Linked DNA regions of Mus musculus: region 1 is linked to region 2. Evidence: chromatin contacts called from public Hi-C data. All regions are on one chromosome and are shown on one strand. The core of a region is the stretch at or near the end of the contact, and the rest is flanking DNA. Distances in the headings are between cores, read along the strand shown.

Region 1 (3,001 bases), core at 16-2,515, 170 kb after region 2:
TCTCCATGTTCCCTAACCCTTCCCATGGCTGGCTATGGTTACAGTGCTGCCTGTAGGGGAAGTCAGAGGAGACTAAATTCTGGTTAGAGGAGGTTTATAGTAGTCTAAGGTAAGAACATAGGAGGTGGGTGTATCTGCGTAGTAGAGTGCTTTCCTAGCTTGTGTGAAGCCTTGGGTTCCAAGGAAACAGGAAGGATCATGGGAGGCTCTACAGTAAGCTCCTCTGGACTCAGGGGACAAGGGTGGAACAATGAACGAGTTGGGAGTTATTAAAAGCAGGACAGAGGTGAGGAGTGAGGAGTGAGGATGGACAGGGCCCCGGGCCTGCGCTGAATCTAGAGATGGGGATTTTCTGTTGGGTTGGATGTGGTATTTGAAGGAAGAAAGGCTCAGGATGTCTCTTAGCTTCTTTTGTAAGGAGGCAGGATGTCAGTCCCACAGTCCCACAGTCCCTCAGTCCTTCAGTCCCACAGTCCCACAGTCCAACAGTCCCACAGTCATCCCACAGCTGTCCCACAGCCCCACAGTCGTCCCACAGCCATCCCACAGCCGTCCCACAGCCGCCCCACAGTCCCTCAGTCCCACAGTCCCACAGTCCCACAGCTCCAAAGTCCCTCAGTCCCTCAGTCCCACAGTCCCACAGTCCCACAGTTCCACAGTCCCACAGTCCCACAGTCCCACAGTCCGACAGTCCCTCAGTCCCACAGACCCACAGTCCCACAGTCCCACAGTCCCACAGTCCCACAGTCCCACAGTCCCTCAGTCCCTCAGTCCCACAGTCCCACAGTCCGACAGTCCCACAGTCCCTCAGTCCCTCAGTCCCTCAGTCCCACAGTCCCACAGTCCCACAGTCCCACAGTCCCACAGTCCCACAGTCCCACAGTCCGACAGTCCCACAGTCCCTCAGTCCCACAGACCCACAGTCCCACAGTCCCACAGTCCCACAGTCCCACAGTCCCTCAGTCCCTCAGTCCCACAGTCCCACAGTCCCACAGTCCCACAGTCCCTCAGTCCCACAGTCCCACAGTCCCACAGTCCCACAGTCCCTCAGTCCCACAGTCCCACAGTCCCACAGTCCCACAGTCCCACAGTCCCTCAGTCCCTCAGTCCCACAGTCCCTCAGTCCCTCAGTCCCACAACCCCACAGGACTACAGTCACAGAGGGTAGCCTGAAATCTAGCAGGCCGCCTGCACTCCCAGGCACCATCCCCCTTAAACCTACCAGGTTTCTAAGACAAGCATGACCACCAGGCAGTGCGACTCACAAGTGTCTGACACCTCAGGAAGATTGGAATGGCCTGGGCTGGGAAAGGCAGAGGAGTGCGTTTGGAAGTGTCTGAGCTCCACATTGGTGACCCTGAGTAGCCACTGCCTGGATAGAGAGACCAGAGTTTGCTGAGGGCCAGGCTGGAAATCAGGATTGGAGGGAGATGGGGGTGCAGATTCTGTTGATGGAGGGGCTGAGAACTTCAGGACGAGCATCCAGTCGGGGAGATCTAGCCTTTCCAGGAGCAAGTGTATGCTGCCCATGGAGACGGGAGGCCAAGGCAGGCCATGGGCACGCAGGTGCATTGAACTAGGAGCTAAGAGAACTGCTTCCTTTTAAAAAGCCCGTTGAACTGTCACGCATTTGTCAAACAGCATGGGAAACACACACACAAGTTTGTGAATGGATACAACAGGTAATTAATTATTCAGTCACTAGCCAGGTTCCTCCCTAAATAGGACGCTAACAACACAGCAAGAGTCTCCTTAGCACGCCCTCCAGTCTCTGTCAGTGCCAATGACAGGGAACCAAGTATTCAAAGACACAAGGCTGTAGGAAGCATTTCTTATCCAAGCCACTACACGGTGGCAATTCCCAGACATGTCCACCTGACCTCAAACATTAATATCGTAACGTTCTACCCATGCTCCTCAAGGCCTATGGTCACCTTAGACTAATATAGCCTCCTCCAGTGCACATTCCCAAGCCCTTACACACTGCTCTCTGTTCTCTCTCGTTGTAAGGATGGGTGAGTACATCAAGCAACAACCACACCACAACCTGAACGTTACTCTGCCTTGAAATTGTCTCCGCTAAACAAGCCAAACCGTTGCTTTAAAATTCAGGCATGGAAAGACGGTTTTACAGCTAAGAGTGTGCACTGTGCTTGCAGGCGATCTATATCCGGTGGCTAATTTCAGTTCCAAGAGGTCCAATGTTTCTGGTCTCTGTAGGAGACCCACACATTAAAAAATTTAAAAGGCCTGGGCAGTGCTTGCGGACCAACTTGGGTGCCATCTTGGCCCAGATCCAGTGCTGTGAATTGGTCCACCCAACATCTGATCAGTGCATGAACAGCTGGCGGGGCACTTGGAGGAGCTGATGGTGCAGAAGCTGATGCTGTTACTGAATAGGGCGGGTCAGAGGCCATCTGGTCGACCCCCAGCACGGAGCTGCTGGTGCTGCAGCCCACATGGCTTGCCCTGCTGGGAGACAGAGCACACAGGGTTCTGAGCACACCTGTAGGCCACAAGTGTAAAGGTTGAGCTCACTGAGCCTGACATTGAGGGTTGGGAGGTGTGTGGTGGCCTGGAGCTTGCACAGAACCTGCCTAGCCACAAGATCATCTTGATTCTGGGCAACAGCAGGGTGTCCGTGATAAGTACTGACAATAATCTAGTATTTATGGTGTGTCAGAAACCAGAACTCTTGAAGCAGACCAACCACTTGTTGTAATGAATATTTGCATGTAAACCTGCTTGGGATGTGTGTGTGTGTATGTATGTGTGTGTGTGTGTGTGTATACATGTATGTATGTATGTATGTATGTGTATATATATATATACACACATGTGTGTATATATATATGTATATATATGTGCGTATATACATGTGTATGTGTGTATATGTGTGTGTATATATGTGTGTGTATGTGTGTATATATATATGTGTGTGTGTGTGTGTGTGTGTGTGTATGTGTATATGTGTGTATACAGTGTGTAACACACTGTAGTT
Region 2 (3,209 bases), core at 486-2,985:
GTGCTGAGGAGCGCAGAAAACAGTTCTTAGAACCCAGTGCGCAGGCTCCTCCCTTCTTTTCTACATGTGCCAAACACTAAAGTGGTGCAGGCTTTAATGTCATCTGCCACTTACAGTTGTTTATTTCTCAGTCAAGACTATGCGTGAGTTTATCTCTTCTACAGTCTGCTTATTTTCAAGCCTTTCAGTGCCTGGGATGTGTTAAGCCCTCTGTGACAAATGTTCTACTCTGTGTGGCTGTGAACAGTGTTCTACTCTGACCTAGTTTGTGTAAGGGGAGGGGTTGGGGGGGGCAGCGAGTCTAGCGGGCACTAGCAAGGGTCCAGGGATTGCCATTCATCTGCAACAGGTCTTAAGACACTTTTGTCTGGAAGAGGGAGGATATACAAGTTTCATGCAAATTTTATGGTAATAGACCAAAGGAAATCATAAACCAAGACACTGTTAGATGCCTCCATGGGGAAAGCAGGTGACCAGGGACCCAGTAGAAAAACCTCAGATATAGACACCAGAAGTAATTTAACAGTGAGTGACACTGTTAGCTTCAGGTAGATAGAAACTAGCGATCGAGTAAGTCAACACTTCTTAAAAGGCTTCACATGACTGCCTCAAAGATGTAAAGATGTTAGACAAAGATGGATAATGAATGTTTACTAAGGGCACTGAAGTAGTCCAAGAAATTTGGCTCTGCAACATTCCAACTCTCCAAATCACAAAGTTCTAATCAGTTAATTGGTATTGCAAAATCTTTAATATAGATGTGATTTTCCCCCCTCTTCTGAGAGTATCAGTTCCCAGACTGTAATTTACTTATTTGCTCAACAAGTTGGATTTAGGAGCAATGTTGTTTCGTTTGTTTTTGGTCCCCTATCTGAGGTAATTTCACACGTGTTCGTAACTCCTAATAGGAGTCGTACAAAAGCCCAAAGACCCATAGTTTTGGATATGTCTTTTTTTTGGGGGGGGGGAGGCGTCTTTAATATGCTGGTATTTCTAAATTTCTTGAAACAAGGTCTTTCTACGTGTCACAGGGCCTCAAACCCCAGGAGTCCTGCCTTCGGATTATAGGCATGCACCAGGAGGCCTAGCGCATTTCTGAAATTCTGTGAGAGAGCAACAATGAAGGCAGGTGCAGGTGGTGTAGTCAACCTACATTTTATAAAGTCTTTTAATTCTTGGGGCATCTTTCCGGCTGAATAACAAAGCGCTGCGCTCCCAGCCCCTCAGGCGCAGGGTCTAGGAATATCCCGGACCAAGGAGTACAACTCCGAAAGTAGCAGCGTTCCCTCTGCGCAGAGGTAGAAGGGGGTGGGGGGAATCCGGGTGATCTCCTCTTGGGGACACCACCACCGGGTGGGGGTCATGCGATAGAAGAGGCAGAGCCCGGCTCAGCTTTCTATAGACTGAAGCAACTCTAAGCGGAACCCCAAAACCCTGTCCACTGGACCGGGTCTCCCAGACTCCTATGGCCACCCGCTGAGCAAGCCTGGGACACAGTATTATTACCCAGGAGAAAAGAGAAAGGTTCGCCAGCGTTGGTGGGGGAGATGATGGTCATTCTTTGGTGTTGGCCTCCATCAGCTAGCGCCTGGGAAAGAGGGGGAGGGGAGGTACTGAAACAGTGTTGCAAAGCGGTGGGAACGTGAACCTCCTGTTTGCTCCTGTTTCGGTGGGGGCAGGAACTTGTTTACCTCCGGCAGTGCAGGCACTTCCGCATCGCCCCGAGGACAGTCCCACACGGACTAGTAGTTTGGTAGGGCAGCCAGCATCTTCACCTGCTGAGTCACCTCACTAGCCCTCCTCTCCAAGGACTTCTGCTATCAGCTCCGCCTTCTATACAAAGTGAAGGATACTGAGTCTGGAATAGGGAACAGGAGAAGCAATGCTTTGTGACTCGTGAATGGAACTAGGCTTCACAAGCTAGTCATCACTCAGGGACCAAAGCAGAGACAGACTCTGAGAAGACAGGAGGGGAGATCTGCCTAGTGCTGTTCTGTGGGTGGTTAATTATTCTGAGACTACCTGGGAGGTCCCTTAGTTTTTTTTTTTTTAATATGTATGAACACCTTGATTGATGATTGAGGTGGGAGGGTCCAGCCAATTATATAAGAAAATTGAGCAAGCCACAAAAAAACAAGCCAGTGAGCATTTCTCTGCGACACCCTGCATTCCTCAGCTAAGTCAACACAGGAGTGCAGAAACAAAGAATTCCTTTGAGGATTTGGGGCGTAGGGAAGTATTTACCTGGTGTACTGAGGCTCCCTTCCCTGGCCACACAGGTCCCACCCAGCCTTGGGTTGCCCTTGGGAACATCATGTGCCAACTTTACACGCAGGGGGCCCATCTGCTTCAGGGTCTGAGTGGTGGATCCTGGAGAGTTCCACCCACAGGAACATCCTACCTACAGAGGCTCCTCAGTCCACCCAGAGAGGACCACCACGGCTCTGAAAAGTGAAGTGTGGATAGGCTGGCTACCCAGGCTGCAGAGATGGGAAAGGCCGCACCTCTGTTTTCACAGAGGTGAAGCCTCCCTACCCACCACCCACATGTTGGTTGAACTCTGACACCCCCCCCCCCCATACCATGACACACGTGCAGGGCGGGCACACACACACACACACACACACACACACGGGATAAAATAAGAATGAAATATGGGGAGGATCAAGTGACAGGTAAGAAAGGGACATAAGAACACAAAGAGAAGCAGTCTCTCGGAGGGACAGTGTGCTAATGGCTGTGCCTACTGTCCACAAGCCCAACTTCAGAAGCAAACTTGCAGATTCAAGGAGAGGGGTCTACCAGCTTCTAGTAAAAAGGCTTCAAAAAACCTGTTCACAGATAATAACTGTGCTTTTCTGTGCCGCTGACTCCTGTTGGGCTCTGTCTAGGTGTTTTCAGTGTCCCTCCCTGGTCCAAGTTGGAGTTTGCCTCCATAGTCACAAGTAAGGGTCTACCACAGGAGTGGAGACTCCTGAGTTCCTTCAAAAGTAGATTCCATGCCTGCTATCTGAAGAGGTCTTCCCAACATCTCAAATGTTCCATTTCCAGGAGACCTTTCTTCTCTGTTGTATCTACCGCCTCAGTTGCAGGCATGCATGACCACACCTGGTTTTATGCAGTGCTAGGGCTCAGCCCCAGGATTTTGTGAATACTAGGCAAAGGCTTTGAGTTACATTCCCCATCCCAGAGACTGAGTTTGGCTGACT

What was found. Hi-C and Micro-C count contacts between places; a contact is called where the count stands out from the background.
Region 1: a Hi-C map of trophoblast stem cells shows a contact between it and region 2, with 6 times the contacts expected there. The contact joins two enhancer-like sites. A contact is called at or near these places in 26 of 39 promoter capture datasets (the 3T3-L1 cell line, 3T3-L1-derived adipocytes, the C10 cell line and 15 more), 9 of 15 datasets of contacts at CTCF or cohesin (the NIH/3T3 cell line, embryonic stem cells, hippocampal excitatory neurons and 4 more), 331 of 484 Hi-C or Micro-C datasets (the 3T3-L1 cell line, 3T3-L1-derived adipocytes, the 4T1 cell line and 156 more), 65 of 115 datasets of contacts at active chromatin or transcription factors (the 230-238 cell line, CD4 single positive thymocytes, CD8 T cells and 43 more) and 7 of 9 other capture datasets (adipose tissue, embryonic stem cells, embryonic tail and 4 more).

Annotation. Positions count from the first base shown.
Region 1 is chr14:34,780,331-34,783,331 of GRCm38.p6, forward strand. No RefSeq gene overlaps it. Among named protein-coding and RNA genes, the nearest start is that of Gm30969, 7.4 kb to the left of the region's middle. Within about 2 kb of position 1,266, at least 5 of the 459 cell types and tissues checked have an H3K27ac peak or open chromatin away from gene starts, as enhancers often do. A contact at or near this core is called in trophoblast stem cells, where this site is marked.
Region 2 is chr14:34,613,561-34,616,769 of GRCm38.p6, forward strand. It overlaps Gm52113 (a long non-coding RNA gene), which reads right to left. Exons shown (of 3, transcript XR_003951117.1): 2 at 1,692-1,858; 3 at 1,051-1,588. Among named protein-coding and RNA genes, the nearest start is that of Gm52113, 5.2 kb to the right of the region's middle. Within about 2 kb of position 1,736, at least 58 of the 459 cell types and tissues checked have an H3K27ac peak or open chromatin away from gene starts, as enhancers often do. A contact at or near this core is called in trophoblast stem cells, where this site is marked.